Linked DNA regions of Mus musculus: regions 1, 2, 4, 5 and 6 are each linked to region 3. The links are chromatin contacts, called in public Hi-C and HiChIP or PLAC-seq maps. All regions are on one chromosome and are shown on one strand. The core of a region is the stretch at or near the end of the contact, and the rest is flanking DNA. Distances in the headings are between cores, read along the strand shown. Region 1 overlaps Grin2a (glutamate receptor, ionotropic, NMDA2A (epsilon 1)). Region 2 overlaps Grin2a (glutamate receptor, ionotropic, NMDA2A (epsilon 1)). Region 3 holds the start of Grin2a (glutamate receptor, ionotropic, NMDA2A (epsilon 1)). Region 4 has its middle 250 kb from the start of Gm41418. Region 5 overlaps Grin2a (glutamate receptor, ionotropic, NMDA2A (epsilon 1)). Region 6 has its middle 240 kb from the start of Gm41418.

The links. A called contact is a pair of places that touch in the nucleus more often than the background predicts. HiChIP or PLAC-seq counts read pairs in DNA pulled down with a chosen protein or histone mark.
Region 1: a contact with region 3 is called in a Hi-C map of cerebral cortex, with 6 times the contacts expected there. The contact joins the enhancer-like site here to the promoter of Grin2a in region 3. A contact is called at or near these places in 1 of 39 promoter capture datasets (embryonic stem cells), 1 of 484 Hi-C or Micro-C datasets (cerebral cortex), 3 of 115 datasets of contacts at active chromatin or transcription factors (embryonic forebrain, embryonic stem cells and forebrain) and 1 of 9 other capture datasets (liver).
Region 2: a Hi-C map of cerebellar granule neurons shows a contact between it and region 3, with 2.4 times the contacts expected there. The contact joins the enhancer-like site here to the promoter of Grin2a in region 3. A contact is called at or near these places in 4 of 39 promoter capture datasets (embryonic stem cells, hippocampal neurons, second pharyngeal arch cranial neural crest and 1 more), 5 of 484 Hi-C or Micro-C datasets (cerebellar granule neurons, cerebral cortex, embryonic fibroblasts and 1 more), 2 of 115 datasets of contacts at active chromatin or transcription factors (embryonic stem cells and forebrain) and 2 of 9 other capture datasets (adipose tissue and liver).
Region 4: a contact with region 3 is called in an H3K4me3 HiChIP or PLAC-seq map of neural progenitor cells, with 12 times the contacts expected there. The contact joins the enhancer-like site here to the promoter of Grin2a in region 3. A contact is called at or near these places in 6 of 39 promoter capture datasets (embryonic stem cells, hippocampal neurons, liver and 2 more), 6 of 484 Hi-C or Micro-C datasets (embryonic stem cells and myocytes), 7 of 115 datasets of contacts at active chromatin or transcription factors (VIP interneurons, embryonic stem cells, forebrain and 2 more) and 1 of 9 other capture datasets (adipose tissue).
Region 5: a contact with region 3 is called in an H3K4me3 HiChIP or PLAC-seq map of forebrain, with 5 times the contacts expected there. The contact joins the enhancer-like site here to the promoter of Grin2a in region 3. A contact is called at or near these places in 7 of 484 Hi-C or Micro-C datasets (cerebellar granule neurons, cerebral cortex, cortical neurons and 2 more), 3 of 115 datasets of contacts at active chromatin or transcription factors (embryonic forebrain, embryonic stem cells and forebrain) and 3 of 9 other capture datasets (adipose tissue, embryonic stem cells and liver).
Region 6: an H3K4me3 HiChIP or PLAC-seq map of stem cell-derived neural progenitor cells shows a contact between it and region 3, with 14 read pairs. The contact joins the enhancer-like site here to the promoter of Grin2a in region 3. A contact is called at or near these places in 4 of 39 promoter capture datasets (embryonic stem cells, liver, second pharyngeal arch cranial neural crest and 1 more), 5 of 484 Hi-C or Micro-C datasets (embryonic stem cells and myocytes), 7 of 115 datasets of contacts at active chromatin or transcription factors (VIP interneurons, embryonic forebrain, embryonic stem cells and 2 more) and 1 of 9 other capture datasets (adipose tissue).

The regions. Positions count from the first base shown.
Region 1 is chr16:9,623,697-9,626,765 of GRCm38.p6, forward strand. The region is part of intron 11 of Grin2a (glutamate receptor, ionotropic, NMDA2A (epsilon 1)); the gene reads right to left. Among named protein-coding and RNA genes, the nearest start is that of Gm41418, 350 kb to the left of the region's middle. Within about 2 kb of position 1,790, at least 11 of the 459 cell types and tissues checked have an H3K27ac peak or open chromatin away from gene starts, as enhancers often do. A contact at or near this core is called in cerebral cortex, where this site is marked.
Region 2 is chr16:9,602,469-9,605,659 of GRCm38.p6, forward strand. All of the region lies in intron 12 of Grin2a (glutamate receptor, ionotropic, NMDA2A (epsilon 1)), which reads right to left. Among named protein-coding and RNA genes, the nearest start is that of Gm41418, 320 kb to the left of the region's middle. Within about 2 kb of position 1,678, at least 3 of the 459 cell types and tissues checked have an H3K27ac peak or open chromatin away from gene starts, as enhancers often do. A contact at or near this core is called in cerebellar granule neurons, where this site is marked.
Region 3 is chr16:9,993,976-9,997,164 of GRCm38.p6, forward strand. Grin2a (glutamate receptor, ionotropic, NMDA2A (epsilon 1)) reads right to left here and starts at 1,838. Exons shown (of 14, transcript NM_008170.4): 1 at 848-1,838; 2 at 84-274.
Region 4 is chr16:9,531,948-9,535,193 of GRCm38.p6, forward strand. No RefSeq gene overlaps it. Among named protein-coding and RNA genes, the nearest start is that of Gm41418, 250 kb to the left of the region's middle. Within about 2 kb of position 1,719, at least 12 of the 459 cell types and tissues checked have an H3K27ac peak or open chromatin away from gene starts, as enhancers often do. A contact at or near this core is called in neural progenitor cells and stem cell-derived neural progenitor cells, where this site is marked.
Region 5 is chr16:9,669,513-9,673,064 of GRCm38.p6, forward strand. Grin2a (glutamate receptor, ionotropic, NMDA2A (epsilon 1)) reads right to left here. Exons shown (of 14, transcript NM_008170.4): 6 at 193-398. Among named protein-coding and RNA genes, the nearest start is that of Grin2a, 320 kb to the right of the region's middle. Within about 2 kb of position 1,454, at least 22 of the 459 cell types and tissues checked have an H3K27ac peak or open chromatin away from gene starts, as enhancers often do. A contact at or near this core is called in cortical neurons and forebrain, where this site is marked.
Region 6 is chr16:9,514,652-9,518,004 of GRCm38.p6, forward strand. No RefSeq gene overlaps it. Among named protein-coding and RNA genes, the nearest start is that of Gm41418, 240 kb to the left of the region's middle. Within about 2 kb of position 2,035, at least 7 of the 459 cell types and tissues checked have an H3K27ac peak or open chromatin away from gene starts, as enhancers often do. A contact at or near this core is called in stem cell-derived neural progenitor cells, where this site is marked.

The DNA of each region.
Region 1 (3,069 bases), core at 540-3,039, 370 kb before region 3:
TAGCTGTTGGGAGAAAAAGAATCTGTTACTAAGACACAGACGGTCAAGAACTTCGATGCTCTGCTCCTAATCCTGCACCTTGTAACAGGCAAGTCTGACCTGTCTCAAAATCATCCCCTTCGCAGGCAAAAAAGAGGGACCATGGGTCAGACTCTGAATACTGGCTCTGCTTCTTGCAGATCTTTGGGCTTGCTGCTGCTTACTTAGTTCCAAGCCTCGATCCCTTCTTCAAAATGGAGAGGTCGCATATCCAGCAGTAAAGAAACAACCATAGATTTGAAGTTTCCATGTGGGCTTAGCAAATAGTGACAGGAGACACACCCGAAGAATACAGAATCTGGGCTTGGACAATGGCCCAGTCAGTAAAATGTATGATTTGTAAGCAAGAGGACCTGAGTCCATCCTCAGAACCCAGGGCCATTATAATCTCAGTTCTGAAGAGTCAGAGATGGGCAGACAGACAGTCTACCTGACTTTGTGAGTTCTAAGCTGGTGAGCGATCCTGTCTCAAAAAACACAGTGGGCAGGGCTCCTAGGAAGAATGCACTCATGCACACACATGATTAAAAATAAGAATACAGAATCTTCCAGGGAGTTCTTAATTCTTTGTGTTTCTCAAGAGAAACCATCTGTGAATAGTTCTACAGTTAAGGAATCTAGTTTCATCTGGGGGCTTCATTTGTCTTTTCCATCTCAATGGAAGGAGAGCTATTCTTTTAAAAATAGCAATGAAAATTTCAAACAAGGGAAGAGATGTGTTGAAATGAAAACCTCTACAAACTTTGTACCAGCTTTATATAACAATGGGCAATTAGAGCCAGCCAGGCTGTGCGTTGTCAAAGAGATGGCCACCGTTGTTACTGTATTTAAGTTGTGACTCAAAGCATTTGGCTCTGGAGTAGGACTTATTCTAGATACTGTGCTCCATCACTCTCTGCCTGTGTCTTCTATTTCAGAATAGAAGATGGCAATGTCATGGTCACATAGCCCTAACACAGGGTGTAAATAAAATTGTGCTGACCAAGCCCTCCCCATACCCAAACAGGACCTATGCAAGGTCAATGCCCAATAAATGTTACCCATCGGTAAGAAATACCTCACTTAGTTCCCAAAACAATTCAAAATGTAATAAAATGAGCTTCAAATGGGTAAAACAATTTGAGTTAAGTACATTCGGATGTGAAACAGCATTAAAGGCTTCAGGGAAAGCCAGGAAACCGAGATCCACATCACACACTCTCATAATTGCTGAAGGAGAATCACAAATTGAACTATGAATTTTCAAGTCATAGTCCAAGCGTAAAGCCAACCATTACTAGTTGTGAGACACACATTGTCCACAGGCAAAAGTTTGACTTAGATGTTAATGGTACAGAGCCTGAGAGATGAGACAAAACGACAAGCTCAGCAGAATGCCTTGCAAGAAGGTTGTCAGCAAGCTTCTGGATGTATCTAATTCACGTGTGTGTGTGTGTGTGTGTGTGTGTGTGTGTGTGTGTGTGTGTGTGTGTGTACGTACATGCGCATGCAGATATACATGAAGCCAGAGGACAGCCTCAGAAACTTCACCCACCTCCTCTGGTCTAGGGCTCATCGGACTTGGGACGGTTAGCTAGGCTGCCCAGCCAGTGAGCCCAAGGACTCTCCTATCTCGACCTCCCCAGTGCACATGGCTACATTCAGCTTTCTATGTGAGTTCTGGAGATGAGCTCAGGTTCTTGTGCTTACAGGGCAAGCTCTGAACTGACTGACCTGTCTCCTCATGGATGTAATTCCATTTCATCACCTTTCTTCCTCTTCTCGTCCCTCAGTCTCCATCTCTGCGTTTACAGAACCGTGAATACACTTCATTCAATGTCTCCCCCTCCTCCAGTTTTCCTATTTTTAAACACTTTTTTTTATGGAGGACCTTGAAAATTTTTTAATATTCTTTTTGATGGAGTTTAACAGGAAGTCATTCCAAGGACAAAAAGAAGAAAGATGTCTCTGCTTTCTTGAGTTTTTATTAAGGGGAAAAAAAAAACCCTAACCGTATGATGTGGTAGCAATTATTTTTGAGCTGTATTTGCAGCGTGGGGGTGGATCTCAGAAACCAGGTCATTGTCGATCTGCTTTTCTCTCGAGATGATGCGATCCCATTTAGAACAGCTCGCTGAGCGCTGATGTCTACGCCCGCTTTCGAACTCAGCAGCTGAAAATGAACCATGCATGCTTGATTCTGTCTGACTGATAAAATATAGCAAATAAGCCCCACTCAGATGGTATCCTTGAAAGAACTTGCTTGGCATAGCAACCATCCTGACTTACCCCACATCTACCTTTCTCTCTGCTGTTTCTGCATTGCTGGGCCAGTTTCTTTTGAGAGAAAAAATAAGGATACTGTGTTGTATCAACTCTAAGGTCATCTCACAGTATGTTACATAAGATGTGCATATTATATAGGACCATACAACTCCACTTTCTAATCCTGCCTTGAACACTATTCCTATCCATCTAACTCTCTAGCCAGCATTGCCAAGTGGGGGGCAAAACTGAGCCCTATGCTTGGAAGTTCTACCATACAGTGATTTTGCTAAATAGCTTGTTGTGCCATCTGTTCATCTTGCTGATCTTCATGTTCTTCATCTTTGGAAGTGAATAAAATGGTACCTAGCTTAAAGAGTGTTGAGGACTGAGTAAGAATATGTATTCCATTCACTCAGGGCACAGCTCATGAAACAGAACATCTAGGTAGGATGCATATGGCATGAGGTAATGGCCAAAGGTCCTTCTAGTTCAATGTATCCAGACATAAAATAACATTCTCCTACATCTCCATCACCCTGTACTCACTTCCTGAATCTCTCCTGCTCTTCCTCATCCTATCTCCCTGAGAATAGTGATAACTCCATCTCTTGATATTTAAGAGATTAACATCTAAAAGCCCAAGGACCATGGATATTGGAATCACTAACCCAGTTTCTGGTTAACATATGCTGCCCTGAATGCCATGGACTTTGAAAACCTGTGCCAAAGACTAAATGATCAGTGTTTGCTTTGCTGTGAAGATGTTTCTTCCCCAGGGATGTG
Region 2 (3,191 bases), core at 428-2,927, 390 kb before region 3:
ATAGTTTGAAACACCTTATTTAACCTGCTTGTTACTCTATTGTGAGGACTCAGCAGGCTGGTGCATATAAGGCTTAGATGAATGCGTGTCACACAGTGATACCTCCGTGACTGTTAGTTACTGTGAATCCACTAGATACTAAGGATCACAGTAACAGGTAAGCCCCTTCAGTGTGAAGGGTGCTCACATTCCCTGTACCTCCTGCCCTTCAGTCCTGACTCCATCCTTTTGCACATACACTCTTTAAATAGGCCACAGCTGTGGGTTGCTGTTGAGTCATCTGAAGACATGGGAACCTGTGTCAGGAAGGACTGCTGGCAGGGTAAGCCAGAGGAACACTGGTCACATCTCACAGGCAAGAGTGAATCAGCCCAGGGTCTACATAGGGAGCCAGGATGGGGTTGGGAATCCACACAGCCATTGCTCATTTGGACAAAGCAAGCCTGGGCTAAAAATTACATAAATTAGCCACTCAGCGAACCTTTCTCCAGTCCCTCCTCTCTGCCGCTCCCTCTCCTTGATCTGTCTTCTCCTTTCCATCTCATTTTCCATTCCTTTCCCCTGCCCACTCTCTTCTGACCTCACAGTCTCCCTCCCCTTTCTTTTTGCCCATCATGAACCTGTGCTTTCTCCCCTACCCACTCATCTGGCCTCGGTTTGTCCTCTTTTGGGCCTCCCTTTAACAGTTCTGGTTTTTCTATAGTTTCTGATAGACTCAGCTTTTGGTTTCCTGGACTCTCCCGTAAGTCACTTCAGTATGGAGAAGAGGTTCTAGCACCCTCTGCACTGCCTCACCCTCTGTCCATCACTCCGTGCTTCCTTTGCACATATCTTTAAGTGGGATGAGACTCTAGATAACCCAGGCCAGGGTGCATGGAACTTCATCTGCAAAAGGCTAAAGAATAAATCTGTAGGGTCTGGAGTTTCCATTGAAGTCTCCCGGTCTTGTTCCTGTAGTGTGAGGAATGCTGTGGCTAAGACCTGATGCTCAGATGGACTTGTCATTCAATAGATCTCCATTTTTATAAAGTGGCAGGACTTGGCCATGGACACTTCCTAACCTGATCAGAGCCCAGAAGAGGCACAAGTTCCCGCATTATGTTCTGATTGTACAAATCAAAGTCTCCCTGCCTCTCTCCTCTAAGGCTCCTAATTAAGGAGATTGTGTGGGTTCTATTACCCAGAACCCAGCCTTGATCTTGTGAACACAGAAGGACACACAAGTTCTGACTTACATAGCTACCAATTAGGTTGGAACTGTCAAATCCCTGTCCAAAGTAGAGAATTTGGAAAGTAAGTCTTGGTTGATACAATAGATGAGACACACACATATGTGCCTGCACACACGCAGGAATTATGAAGAAAACATGAGTGCATCTTTATTCTTAGGGACTGCAGGAATGAATTCAGCAGAGAATATAGTGGGAGTTAGACCCAGCTTAGCAGAAAGTTTGTCTGAACTGAAACTGTGGATATCACTCCCAGTTCTTACTCTGATGATGCCCCCATCAGTGAACAGAACCATACGTCAGAGAGGCAAAAACAGAAATGGAAGGGAGATGAATAGGATTGATACATAATAGTGAAAGAAGAAGAAAGGGGCAGGAGAAGGTAGGCTCCTGTGTGTGCTTGAAGACTCAGTGTGGGCCTGCCTGTTGCCCCATTAGTGACACCTTGCCAGAGAAGATCCAGATGGACCCTCTGTCCACGTGCCTCTTCCATCTGTTCCCACTATGCAGTGGGGCAGGAAGGGGCTGAAGAACAACGCACTGCTTTCTACTGCTGGTTTTAGGATTCTAACTGGGCTGCTGGCTGTCTCAAACTGCAGTGCCAAACATGCTCCTTGCTTGTGTCACAGACATCAACTCTTCCTCCGAAGTAACAAGGCAAGGGATCGCTACATGGCTTCTTTTCCCTGTGTTTTGTTTGGCCTACATGGCAGGAAATTCTCCATTTAGTCTAAAATCTGCCACTCCATCACGTAATGTCCCCATCAAGTTACACCTTGCCTTTCTTGGCTTCAGGGCCCCAGGCATGACAACAATTGACAAGCCATTTCAGTTCCAAAAGCCAGGCAATTCTTTGACTTGCTAATTTTGTGCATCAAGAGAATCGCATTGAAAGGATGAAATAAACCAGGGATATTTGACATCATTGTGCACAGATTAAACAAAGAAAGAGTGTTCCTCTCTTACAGTGAATGTAGGAGTTCCAGAAGACCGTGACATTGGACCATGGTCTATGATTATTTCCCCATATCTCTCCCCTTACAGGTACTGGTTATGTCTGAATAAAAGATTTTCTTAAGCTTAGGGGCTTGAAACTTGGTCCCTGGCTGCTGGCTTCATAGTGGACAGTCTTAGATCCTTTAGGAGGTGAGGCCTAGGTAAAGGAAGTAGGTTAGTTTAACATTTAAGAAATTTAAAACAATTCTGATTTAAAGATAAGAAAGCAGGGACTCCAAGACTTTAGTTTGCTCCCGGTTGCATGGCTCGGAGAGTTTCAGCCAAGCTCAGCATCTGCCTTCAGTTTTTTCTGCTTCCCAGGAGACTAAGAGGAGAACAAGCTGCCTCACTCCATGGAGCTTCCTGCCACCAAGCTGCCCTACCCTGACGGCCCATCTCTTCTCAAACCATAAGCCAAAATAAAAGTCTTTCTTCCATGACATAGTTTGTTGTCAGATATTGGTCGTAAGAACTATGAATAATATGGGCATCTAATTTCTTTCCTTGATAAAAGAACTTTGATCAGAGAAGAGAAACACACATCCACAATACTGCCAATTCACCGAATGGAGTTAAATTAAGTGCCTGATGTGCAGAGGTCATCTGTGAGTTTAGGAGGAGGAAAGGAAGCATAAAAACCATGGGCATAAATGATTTCTACCCTCAAGGGACCCAGAATCAGATGTCTTCAAAGGGCCAGAGAACACAAAGAGGTTCTGGATAAGAACACATCAAGTATACACCAGGCATCAAGCTAGTTTTGCTGAGATTATCCTGTGTGTATGAATGCATGTGTGCGAGTTATGGATGTGCAAGTGCAGGTGTGTGCATCTATACATGCATGCATGTGTATACATGTGACTGATGCCCCTATGTCTAGGCTTCACCCCAGCACTTGGGTTACAAGCCGTTTCTGTGGGTGATGCGTTATAGCCCAGGACCTCATGCTTGCACAGCAGGTGCTCT
Region 3 (3,189 bases), core at 588-3,087:
TACTGAACCCTCTCCTCTCTCTTCACCGGTTGAGCCTATATCCTCCCAGGCCCGGGAAGTCCGTATCACCAACTAGGACGTACCTGTAGCCGGAGAAGGTGGAGGATGCAATGGGGCGTGCTGCGCGCACGAGCATCTCGGCCGCCTCAGCAGCCACCAGGTTTAGCGGGTTCCCGCATGCTGCGGCCCCTGCGTGCTCCCCTGGCTGTCCCGCGCTGTCCGCATCACCCCCACGGGGGGCGGCTATCCCAGCCGGAGGCTCTGCAGCAGGGCTCTAACCGGGGCGGAGGAGAGATGGAGAGGCAGGGTCAGCCCACCAGTGCTAAGGGAAGGTGGGGGGAGGGATGCAGTCTGCAGTGCTCACAGCCCCCTTATGCACCCTGGGGGCTCGACCAGAGAGGGAGCTGGAGCTTGGTGCCTATGACACCCTCGGTGCGGGTCTTCACTTCCTGTGGCTGATAACCAGAGCTCCTTTCAGGGACGCACCGGAGAGTGGAAGCCCCAGGTTGGCCACCCACGAGAAGCTTAGTGGGAACCTCCACCCTCACCCCCTACCACCACCTCGGCGCCCGGCTACTGGGAGTTGTGCGACCAGGAGCTGCTGAGCCTGGGGTGGGGGGTGGGGGGCAGGAAAGGAGGGGGCGCTGGCTGAGTTTGCTATGAGCCGGGAGGAGAAGAGGGGGAGGGAAGGACGCGGGCTCCCGCGGTCCCGGATCCCCGAGGGAGGTGTGATCACTCCCACGTAGCGACCCTCTTGTGCGTCCTGCCGCCCCCTCCTATCCATACCTTCCCCCCACCAGCTTCTCACAGGGCCCTCCCAGGCTCGGCGTCCCGCGCCAGCACTCACCGCAGCCTCTCTCCACATAGTTCTCAGCAGTGGCCACCCCTGGTCATCTCCAGGGCTGATTGCTGCCGCCGCGACTCTCAGAGCTCATCCGGCCCCATGCTCAGGCACAGCACCCCAGGAGCCTCTCTCCTAGAGCCCTGGCTCAGCTTTATGCTCCACTCCGGACAGCGGCTGCCAGGTCCTCTGAGCGCGCCTGGACACCCTCTCCGCAGTCCTGCTCCTGCTTGGCGTGCGTGAGTGTGTGAGTGTGTGTGTGTGAGTGAGTGTGGGAGCGCGCGCGCGCGTGTGGCCGGGGATCCCCGCGGTCCCTGGCGGAGAAGGGCGCAGGCAGAGGACCGCAGCTCCCTCCTGGCCCTTTCGCTGAAGGGCCAGCTCCGAGCTGGGCGTTCGGTTCCTCACTTGGTCAGCGGGAGCCCAGGAAAGAGCCTGGCCACCGCGGTTCACAACACTGGAGAAGCCAGGATCCTAGGGCACGCTTCTGCTGCGGTCGCCTAGGAGGATAGAGGAAAGCAGAGGCGCCCACCACAGCAACTTAGGACTTGTTCTCAGCCAGCGAGACGCAACGCAGCAACCCCCGCGCAATCCGACGTTGTTTGGAGCTCTGGTCCGCCTGCAGCCGCCCACCCCGGAGGCGGGCCAAGGCAGACCCCGCAGTCCCTAGGCGGCGACGCGGAGCGCGGCCACCCTCTTCTGGAGCGCACGGCGGCAGCGGAACAAGGCCGACCTAGGTGTCTGGCTGGTGACGGGGGGAGCTTGCGGTGGCGCGCAACCTTGGTGCTGAAACCACGCTCTCCGCCCGCTCCCGGGCGTCTGGTGCTGCTGAAGAATCAATTATTCAGATCTCTGCTACGGATTCCTCCTCCTCCAGTGCCTGGCGCTGGGTGCAGCAATCTCTGTTCCACGCAAGGCACGCCGACACGCACACACCCGCCCAGGATGCTTCTCTCAATGCCTCACCACCCTGATATGGGAACCCACTCTGATGTCAGAGAGCCGGGAGCTTAAAATCAGAAACATATATACTCTCTCCAAGCACAGACACGCGTGCGCGCGCGCATACACACACATACACACACAGACGCGCACCCACAGACACACATACACACTTGCTGCTTCCTTCTCTAAGTTGTTCGAGACAAAACGTAACCCTGTGGTTGCCTCTTCTAAGTCACCAGAACGGATAAGCCAAGAGCCTGGGGCTAACTGGCTGTGAAAACTGACTGGCTCCAATTCTAGCAGCTGGGCATGAGGCTCCTTGTTAGATGTCTACATTTGACCTTTGTACGGTCAGTCACTTGAATCCCAACACCTGTCTCTGCCTTTCTTCCCTTCCCTTGATGCCTCATGTCACCTGGATGTTTATGCTCCAAATGCATATGTTAAAATCCTAAGTATTAAGAGTACTGGCCTCCACAGTGATTAAGTCATAAGAATAGAATTGCATCCGGATCTTTATTTAAAAAAAAAAAAAAAAATCTCAGAGAGCTAGCCAGCTAGCCGGCTAGCCAGCTCCTAGCCCAGCCAGAAGCTGCCCCTAACAAACACAGAGCCTACTTCACCTTGTTCAGAGAACCAACTGTAAGAAACTTCTTGGACTCCTATACTGAGTAGTAGCTTTTGTTATTGCAGGTCTGCCAAACTCAGGAGTCACCCTCCTCCTTTAATGACTGATAATCTGAAAAAGCAGGCGAGCAACAGCAGTAAAAATAAATAAATAAATAAATAAATAAATAAATAAATAAATGCCATTTCTCAGGGTTATTTTGCAATAAAAAGACAATGGTCAAAGATTTAACAAAACCTGACACGTAGTAGGTACCCAAGAAAAAATGAGAGCCCTCTAAAGTAACTCATCCAGGGGGGATCGATATGGCTACAGAAAGGAGCCCCTGGTCCTGGAGACCCGTGGGTTTATTGTGGAGCTGATGTTGTGTGTGGAATACCCTGGGGTTTTACACAAAAGAAAACAAGGAAGCAGACAGAATCTGGACGGTAAAGGAAAAGGGGATGGGGGTGGGCAATGTGATACAACAGAGGCAGAAACTGGAGCAATGGTCCATTTACTGGGGCTGTGAATGGGCTGGACTGAGCCGGGCTAAGCTGGGCCTCTCTCTTGCATGGATATCATGCAAGACTCTGACCTGAGAACTTGAGAATGTTACACTGCCTTAGCTCAGATAAATGCACACCTGCAGCCCCAGCTACTAAGGAGGCTGTGCAGCCTAGGCAGAGCAAGCCCCATCTTTAAAAGCTATCTAGAGAACAAGCAAAGGCCTGAAACATAAATCATAAAGAATGAACACAGTGGGAAAACCAGGCCTAGTGGTGTGGCCAATGTGGCG
Region 4 (3,246 bases), core at 469-2,968, 460 kb before region 3:
TTGTAAGATGAGGAACAGGAGAGAAGGGAGGGAGACAAGGGTTGGAAGCTGTGATTTTAGCTGAGCACATCCCACATGAGATCTGCAACAGCCAGTATACAAGAACAAGGCAAACCTAGCATCTATACAAGCTTCCTAAATTCACAATGACTATCTCAGTCTTGCTGGACCTTGAACTGGTCAGTCATGGACTTATGCTGAGCTGCCTATTGTGTGAATAGTGTTCATTGTGAGTCCTTGGGACTCGTTCTCTGCTGGGTATCTGTACTTGGCTCCTGCAGGCAGGGAATGTCAGCAGGATCCGTGGAAATATCAGTTGCCTCTGAGGAAGAAGACTAAGATGTTGTGTTCTCTCGACTGCTTACTTAATTTTTGACACATGATCATTTCATGTAGCCTAGGCTAGTACTGAACCTGCTATGTCAAATAGGATGACATCATGCCTCCTGCTCGTGAGTGCTAAGATTATAGCCATGGCCTCCAGTTTAGAGCCAGTTGATAAAGTGCTTGGGGTTGGGCCCAAAGCAGCATGCATGGTAGACAAGCCGTCTGCTGACTGAGCTCCACTATAGTCTTCAAGTGTCTTACGTGAGATGAATTTCACATTCATACATCTGTATCAACCCCACAAGCCTTCATGTTGAGCTATTAACCAATTAAGGTTACTGTTGGTCTAATGGTCTACATGCACTATGAACCCTGGTCGATTGCATAGCATCTTGCTGCTTCCTGACCAGATATCTAAGAGTCCTGAGTCATATGTTCAGAAGGTCATTCTTTTCTTGGGCCAGTTGCCAACTTCCCATATCTTAGACAATTATGAAATGAAGAGAGTTTCTTCCCTTTTACTGAAAATATGTGTCGTGTCATTGGGACACCAGTGGTTATTTTTCAGACACACTGGCTGTCTAAATCCACATCGAGGAATGAAGGTGGAGCCAGCGACAGGAATGTCAGACTACAACAGAGCATGCAAACATAACATCGCCAGCAATCATCAAAGCCAGCCCAAGCCTCTGAAGCCTGCAGTGGAGACAAATGAGCTCATGTTGTGTGCACAACTAAAAGAAGATGCAGAGCTGGTTGGGAACAGGTGGGAGATGGGCAGCTGACAGATCCATCGTGAAGGATACAGAAAACAGGCAAGCAGGCTGGGCTCAAAAAGCTCATTATTCCTGAAAGGAGCCCTCTCAGCCCTGGGTATTTCAAAGCCTCATGGCAACATTGAACTTAAAGTTCCCAGAGGTGCCATGTGCTAAAGAATATTAATAAGCCAGCATTAGTTGGGCATTGCATTAATTACAAGAAGGTTCAATAATAGCTAAGCAGGGTTGGGATGGGGGAATCCAAATACTATTTTCTCTGACAATATCCTTACACTCAGTGTAACCGGCTTTCTGTCATAGTCAGAGAGTTGACATCATCTGGAGGATAATGAAGTGCATGGTCATCTACTTGCATAATTGATTTTCATTCGTTGGGGCATTTATACTACTGACTACTAATTGTTTGAAGATAGGCATGACATTCTCTTCTTTTTTTTTTCCTCTCATTCTTCAGGTAGTTGCTTAGGCCCATGGATATAAAACAAGGCATCTTCAAAGCAGAGCACTGAAAATAGCAGTAGGTGCCAAACTTTCAGAATATCCAAGGAGTGCTTGCTTCTGATCCTCTTTGTTACTAGGTTGCCATGGTGACGAGAGGGTTTGGACTCCAAGGAGACTGGTTAATAACCATGATGCCACTTCAAGCAAGGTCACTCCCTGATAGACACTGTTCATCCCCCAAACTCAGAGAGATCCCATAGTCTATACACTTCTGTTTTTCTTGTCTATTGTCTCAGCACTGGAGGGCAATGTACCAAGGTCACAACATCTGACACGGGTGACGTAGGAAGGCAGATGGGGCAACAGAGCTGTCTCAGGAATAGGGGCAGATTTCTACCCGCAGCTTTTCACAGCCATGGGGAGTGGGCTGGGGAGCCAGGAGATCTGCGTCCTGGGAGAGAAAGCGTGCTAAGAGTTTCAGAGGAGGACTTAAAGGCCTGTTTTGTTTTGTTTTCCTTTCCAGAATAAATCTTTCCCTGGGCAGCACAGATTATAAAGGGGCACAGCCACACTCTAACCCCAACCTGTCAGGCAAGCTCTGGCACAAATTTAATCTGCATGCTTTTCAAATTAGTTCCTGTCTTGAAGACCCTGCGCTCATTCACATCTCAGCATTCCCTCGGGAGTCTTTGCTGTCTCTTCACCTACAGGCTTCCATACAGACAATAATTGCTTCCCTAGCAAAGCCTCCTTCAAAGCGATGGAAAAGCTGCCAGCTAGCATCACCAGGAAGGAAGAAACCCCAGGGAGCAGACTGGGCTCCAGGACTCCTCTGTAGTGCCCATCCCCTTTGCTTGGAAGCAAACAAGCTCACTGTGAACCCTAGCCACACGGCTAGCTACAGGAAACTTTCAGCCTAAAGTCATAATTCTAACTTAAGGTTCTAAGGGCACAACAGATAAGGCACTTAGCAATCCCATGTCACCATCAAGCCCGAGTGAGGCCTTTCCTGGTGCCTCAATAGCACCCTGGCCACCTAAAAGTAATATCATTCACCCTATGTATAGCAGTGGCCTTCCGTGCCTGGCTCTGTGGGGCAGGTTGACTTCTGCTTTGTCGTGCACGTGTTGCACATGAATGTGTCCTTCCAGCTGTCTTCCCAACCTTAGTGTGGATGTAATAAATAAATATTTGTGTCAACATTCAGAACCATCTTGCAGCCTCAATTCTGCTACTCATTCATGTAACACACAGATATCTCAGGAAAGCATTCTCAGAATTGATTGATTGATTGATTGATTGATTGATTGAATTATCAGATCAGCTCTACTTGGAAGAAGTTCTGGTTAGTGGAGTTTTTTGCTCCTCAAGACTTAAGTGTGAATAACAGGCTCTTGAGTGGCTTAAAAGCATACTTAGGCTCTGAGCCTCAGGCTTCCTATAGATAAAATGTAATTTTGCCTATGGTTTAGATAAATAATTATATCTTACAATGTCTGGCACACACTAAGCATGTAGGTCAGATGAATCCAGTCATGATGATACTGGATTCTATTTGGATGATATGGCTTCTATTCGGTGGGACATCTGTAAAACTGGCTCTAACTCAAACCCTGGGGTCAGACTGCCTGGATTTGAAACCTGAAATGTGCCACTAACCCAGGGGCCTTAGATGAACCACTGTTTCCTTGAGCTTTAG
Region 5 (3,552 bases), core at 204-2,703, 320 kb before region 3:
ATACCCTGTCCATATGGACACTGGAATTAAACAAATGCATACATGACACATCTCCAGGCATGTAAGTGTTCAGATTTACTATGCGACCATGGCAATGGATATGTATGAGACTGTGACTGGATTATAGACACTGTTGCATGAGCTTTTAGGTAGGAGTGAACACATGTAGCCAGGAGCATCCCTGAAACTCACTTGATCTTGACAAACTTCCGACAGGGTACCGTGTTCCTGACGCAGGTCTCAGTCAGTGGGTCTATGTCTTCTACGATGACGAAGGGGGCTTCCTCCAAGGTGACAATGCTGAGGTGGTTGTCATCTGGCTCACAGTCAGAAAAGGACTTATACCTTGGCCACACAGCATGCCGCAGGCTCAGAGTCTGATTCTCCCACTTGCCCACCTGCATCACAAACACAAAGACACACTGGGTGCATACATCACTGGCTTATAGAAAGGCAAAGGAAGGTCTTTCTCACAGGAGACAGGGGAGGTAACAAATGGTGAGGACCTGGATGTTGGATAGATATCCACCCCCCCACCAGATCCTTCTAGAGGTGAATGGTATGTGCATATCTGATAGTGATGACTAACGTGTACTTCTGGAGGCTCCCCAGAAAGACTCAATGCTCTGGCAAAGGTCAGTCCATGGGTGTCATGGAAACAGCATGGACTGTGATGGTCACAGAGCTGTAGGTCTGAATAAGCATCTCTCCCTTTGCAGTCGTGCAAGCCCTTCATCACAGGAGCATCTGCTTCCTCGTCTGTCCCATGATGCAATTCCACCTAGCTTCCTATGATGTTCGGAGAATCAGGCAGAGCATACATAGCAGAGCAAGTACCGGGCATATAAGAAGGACCTTGGGCTTCTACTTCAATCACAGAGAAGGGGAAAGAAAGACGGAGGCAGCAAACCGTGCTGGGAAAAGGAATGGAAGAAAAGAGTAACAAGAAATGGATGAGCAAAATGCAGGACTGAGCAGGGAGAAAACCGAAGGGGCCAGAGCCAGTGATGGAATTAGAAGCACCATCTCAAGCCCTGATATGGTCCCATTTAAGTTGCAAATGAAGGTGAACTTTCATTAATCCACAGAGCGGAGACTATTACTGCTTAGCACGCATCAAGACCTGTCAAAATAGAATCGATTGTACTCCCTTTGAGCAGCAGCCAGCATCTCGGTGAAATCAAATTGAAGGCTGTGTGTTTTGAACTTTAATTTTATTTGACAGTTTATTGGCACTGTTCACATACTCGCCGGGAGGAAGCTGCCCCCACGCCTTGCTCTCTCCTTCCTCCTCCTGAGCAGCTGCCTACACCACAGGTCAGAGCTTTATTTGTGGTAGCAACCTCAAGGAAAATACCTCACTGGAGCCAGCTAAGTGAGGAGCACAGGCTTGTCTGTGTTGATGTGACCCGCTCACCTCTCCTCCAGTGACGTGAGTGTCACCAGAAATGAATCCAGACACACTGAGCACCAGAAGGTGATAAGGGTGAGGAAGAGAAGAAGAATTTCTGCTCTCTGAGATTACCTCATCATTTGCACTGGAAAATTTTTGCTGGCTGTAAAGAAACATCCCATGTGGCTAATTACAAAATTGTCTAGCTTTGGTGATAGCGTTCTTTTTTAGACACAGAGGTTGGCAGACTAATTTGGTGAAGCAAACATGCTCATCTAGCCCCGATGTTTGATATAAGCTAGGAAAATGCAGAGTCCGTGGAATTCTTTCTTCATTCAGCATTGATTTATTGAATACCTACTATGTGCTGGTATTAGCTTAAGGGTAATGATGAATCAAACAGAATGGTTCCTGCCTTTGTGGTGCTATCAGTGAGTTGAGGGACAGTGATCAAAATAATAATACCAATTATATAAATAGATTGCAAAATCTTGCTGTGGGAGAGATGGCACAGCTGGTGAGTGCTTGTAACACAAGCATGGGGACATGAGCTCAGTCCCAAGAATTCATGTGACAAAGTAGGGCATGGTGGCACCATGTAATTCCACTGCTGCTGAGAAAGGGGCATGTCCCTGGGTCCTCCTGGCCAGCCAATCTAATCAGTGAATTCCAAGCCACCATGAGATGCTCTTGAAGACAAAATAAAAAACAAAAACCCCACGTTCACCTCTCCTCCCAAACAAATAGTCAGCATCCTAGCATCCTGAGAAACAATGCCCAAGGCCTGAGTTTTACCTCTAGCTCTCTCTCTTTCTCTCTCTCTCTCTCTCTCTCTCTCTCTCTCTTTCTCTCTTTCACGCACGCACACACACACACACACACACCCCACATATGCATACACATGCATACGTGCATACATAAACACATTTTTAATGTGCATTTCCATTCCTTTCCTTTGGTCTGGACCTTCAAGAGAGGCTAGGTGGTTGAGTGGATAGGACAAAAGCTCTGACAGTTAAGGCCTTTTGTGTGTTCTTGCCAGCTTTACCTTTTAAGCTGAGTAACTTTGGGAAAGTAACTTAACCTCTCTGGGCTTCACTTTTTTTGTTTGCAGAAGTTCAGAGAACAACCAGAAATCTCATTGAAGACTGCAGTGAGGTCTAAATGAGACAAAAATGTAGACAATGCATCCATGGAGCATAAAAGCATGAACATCTACAGCAGATGCTCATTCTGTGGTTAGCATGTACAACAGAGCTCCAACATCACCTCATTTGAAAAGCCATCCTTGCTGTCCCCACAGACAGTTCACCCTGTGCCTGTCTCCACTCTGGCATTCCATATTATTGGTACATCTGCATAGCTGGGGAACACCGTCACTTAGTCTGTGTGCCCTCTCTAGACCCATATCCTTCATGATATACATTATAGTGCCAACTTCATAGTTCAACACAGAGGCTGTGCAACTATCCCATCTCACCCAGTAAAACTAACTATTGCTCGTAGCTCTATGAGACACAAACTTGCTGTCTCACCACATTCTCTCTGGGTGCTTCTATTCATTCATCCTCGACAGCCAAATGATAGCATCAATTCCCATCCTGACTTCCAGACACAGCTTCCTAACTCCCAATACACATAATATGAATATGGATCTGAGCTAAGCCAATGAGAGGCATCCATGGAGATTGTGCTCAGCCTATTAGCATACAGCTGTCATGACCTTTGGAACAAGCTGTGAGAGAATGACTGCTGAGCTAGATAATGGAAAGATCAGAACCATAAAATGAAGGCATCCTTTATATTTGTGTTTGTGCATGTTTGTGCATGTGTGTTGTATATATGTGAGTGTGTGCATTCATGAATGCATGTGTGTTCTTGTGTGTTTGTGTGTGCACATGCATGTTCATGTGTACATGTACAGATTGTGCTTTTGTGTGCATATGTGTGTTTACATCTGTGGTGTGGTATGTATAAGTGTGTATGTGCAAGTGTGTTTGTGTGTGCATGTTCTTGTGTGTGTACACTTGTATGTGCATGTATGTATGTGCTTATGTGTGCTTGTGTGTGTGTGTGTGTGTGTGTGTGTGTGTGTGTTGGGGAAGGGTTGCAAATACAAGTAAATATGCTTGCAAGTAGAGGCCAAAGGTCAGAGTTGG
Region 6 (3,353 bases), core at 785-3,284, 480 kb before region 3:
CCACGGAGCAGCTTGCAGAGATGCTTTAGAGAAAGCCAGCTGGGCAGAAGGGGCCCTCCCTCTGACAGCACCTCAACTGTGATTAAGGCTACATAGATTTGTAACAGGGCTCCAGAGCCTGGCCAGTCATTCATGCAGAACAGAAACTTCGCAGTTCTGGGAAGCTAACTAATTAATTGTTGCATCAATAAAACCAAGCTTTGACCCTCTCATGATGAATTACATCATTACAGAGAACTTATCAGTGGTGTTAGAGAAAGAAAATAAAGGAAATGTGAAGAGAATTTTATCTGGCAACAGTCAGCATTTCCCAGGGCTCAGAGGTCAGTCAAGGATGAGCACTTACTCAGAGTGGAGCGAATGCATCTTGCTAGCAAGGTTACCACCCCTTGCCCGTTAATATGCAGTTTTAAAGCAGAAAAGTAGACTTTCCAGTCTAGAAACAATACAAAATGATAGTGGAAAATTCTGACTCTGGAATTAAACGTGATGGTACAGGCACTAGGAGACAGATACAGGAGGACCAGAGGTTTGACGTCATTCTCACCTAAAAAGTAGTTGGAGGTCTGCCTGGGATACCCGAGACCCTCTCTTAAAGCCCAAAATCAGGCTCCGGAGCCAGTGGAGCTTGGGCTCAAAGAGTCGGTGACTTTCTTTAAAAGTCATGGATGCCCTCCAACCTGCCCTCAGTTTCTGTTATCTGCCACAGCAGGAAGAGCATTTTAATGCCACTACATAGACTAAGTTAGGTTGGGGGATTAAAAGTCTTGCCCAAGCAGTGCCATGTTTGCTTTGCACCCAGTCAAGCTCTAGAATCCGTGTTCTAAAACACTGGGCATGGGGCACACATTGTGATCACAGTGCTGGGGAGGTGGAGTCAGGAAATCCCTGGGGCTTGCTGGTCAACCAGGGTAGCTTACTTGACAAACTCCTGGCCAGGGAGAGAACCAGTCTCAAACAAAAAGACAGACACCACTTGAGGAATGACATTGAGGTTGAGTTTTTACTGCCATATTCATGCGCATGCATGAATATGCACCCCCACACATGCACAAAAAACAATACCATACGGCAAAGGAGGCGTGGTGGTTGGAATAAGAAATGTGCTCCACAGGCTCGTGTATTTGTCCCTAGTTGCTTGGACTATTTGAGGAACTGTGGGAACTTTAGGAGGTGGAGCCTTGCTGCTGGAGGAAGTACATCACTGGGACAATCTTTGAGGTTTTGTAGTCTAGTTCTGCTTCCCGTTTCCTCTCTCCACTTTCTGTTTATGGACAAAGTATGACCAGCTAGCTTCCTGTTCTCATCTCTATGCCATACCGTCTCTATGGCGATGGGCTCTATTAATCTCGTGGAAATGTAACTAACACAGGAGGTCACATGGGGGTGCTTGCTAAGGAGCATTCACTAAGTGTGTCCTAGTAACCATGTAACATTGTCCTATTGTTAAGATATTTCAGGGGGTGGGATGCCTTTCAGTCACAGAACACTTGCTTTGCAAGCACAGAACATAGCTGTTCAATCCCCAGTACCATGAGAAAACAAAATGATACAACTGGGAGTGTTCACAGCAGCGTCGTACCACCCTCTCCCAGTATGTGTGACATTGTATGTTTTCTAAATGCTAATATCTAAATTAATACTCATTGAGATAGACTTTTTGGTGCTGAGTTTTATGAATGCACACACTTGCCGATCTGTGTCTCTACCACAGCAATCATTATCAGCAATTGATGTACAAAATGATATCATCACTTGTCCCCAAATTCACTCCTGCTATCTTTCTCCAGTCTCAGAAGTTGAGTGTTTAGTATTTTCACAAGGTGACTTGATGTTGTCGTCTACAAAGTTCATGTTCAAACACTGCAATTGAGTTACAAAAGCATCATCCACTTAATACGAGCTCTTACTGCTTCAGGTAAGTTTGGGGTTTTGTGTTGGGCCAGATTTGCATTTCCCATGGGCTGCGTGCAGCCCCCAGGCCACAGGCGTTGGACCTGACCTTTGCTCTCTGTCCCTTGTTAGAGGCACATACTTCTGTCTGCCATTGCCATGGCTTCAACTTCAGAGAAGACAGAATAAAGGAGTGATAGTGTGTGCTGTTCTGCAGATAGCTTGGTGAATTGAAAGGTTGATTTTCATTGCTGAGTCATATCCTGGTATGCATATAGCATAGAGTGCCTGCTCACTCAGTGAAGGACATCGAGGTCTTTGGTGTGAGGAAATATGAATGAGGCTGCTGTAAAACATGTATGTACCTATTTCATGTAAACTAATTCTTTTCTTGCTAAAGTGAGGCTCACAAATAAAAACTCCCTGTCTAACTATATACTATTTATATGCAAACTTATGTTGAAGTTTGTCAAAAATTGGCAAATTGGGCTAACGATAGCTCAGTTAATCCTATGTTGCCTTGTAATCACAAGAACTTGAGTTTGATCCCCAGAAATACACACACACACACACACACACACACACACACACACACACAAAGAGAGAGACAGAGACAGAGAAAGACAGAGACAGAGTCAAACTGAGAGAGACAGACAGACAGACAGACAGAGACAGAGACTTGAAGACAGAGAGATGGAAAGAGAGAGAGAGACAGGTGTACACATGTGACCCCAGCTCCAGTGAGGCAGGCAAAAGTGGACACTGGGACTCAATGCCCATCTAGCCTAACAAACTCAGAGTCCCAAGCCAGTGGGACACCCTGTCTCAAAAATCAACAAAACAAGTGAACAACTCCAGAGGAGTGACATCTGAGGTTGTCTTCTGATCTGTATGCATAGGCACACTCATGCGTGTACCTGCACACTCTCAGTGGCTGGATCACTCTTGTTTGTTCTGACAGTGTGTGGAAGCACTTACACAGGTTATCTTAGGCTTGCTGTGCCAGAGTGTGTGACCGAAACCTTAAGGAAGAAAGGTTTATCTGTGCTCATGGTCTCAGAGTGTCAGTCATCATAGCAGGGAAGGCCCAACAGAGCATGCAGCAGCAGGAGGGCAGGGTATAGTCCACTCACACAGATGGAGAGAAGGCTATAAATTTCTGATGGCCTGCCCCTACAGCGTGTCGTCCTATAGCTAAACTCTGCCCAGTGCCTGCCACCAGCTGGGGAACAAGAGTTCAAATCAAGACGCTATAGGGACATTTCAGATCCCAACTCTAACTGTTCTCATAGCTACCCTGTAGGCATGCAGCATAAGTTACCCGGCTTCCTCGGAGGCTGGCTGTGTTGAGTATCTTTGGGTCACTTCCCTTCCACAAACCCTGTGTAGAAAACACGCATTAAAGATTTTAAACTTTTTGATTTATTTTATTTTTGAGATTATAATTTAATTACATTTCT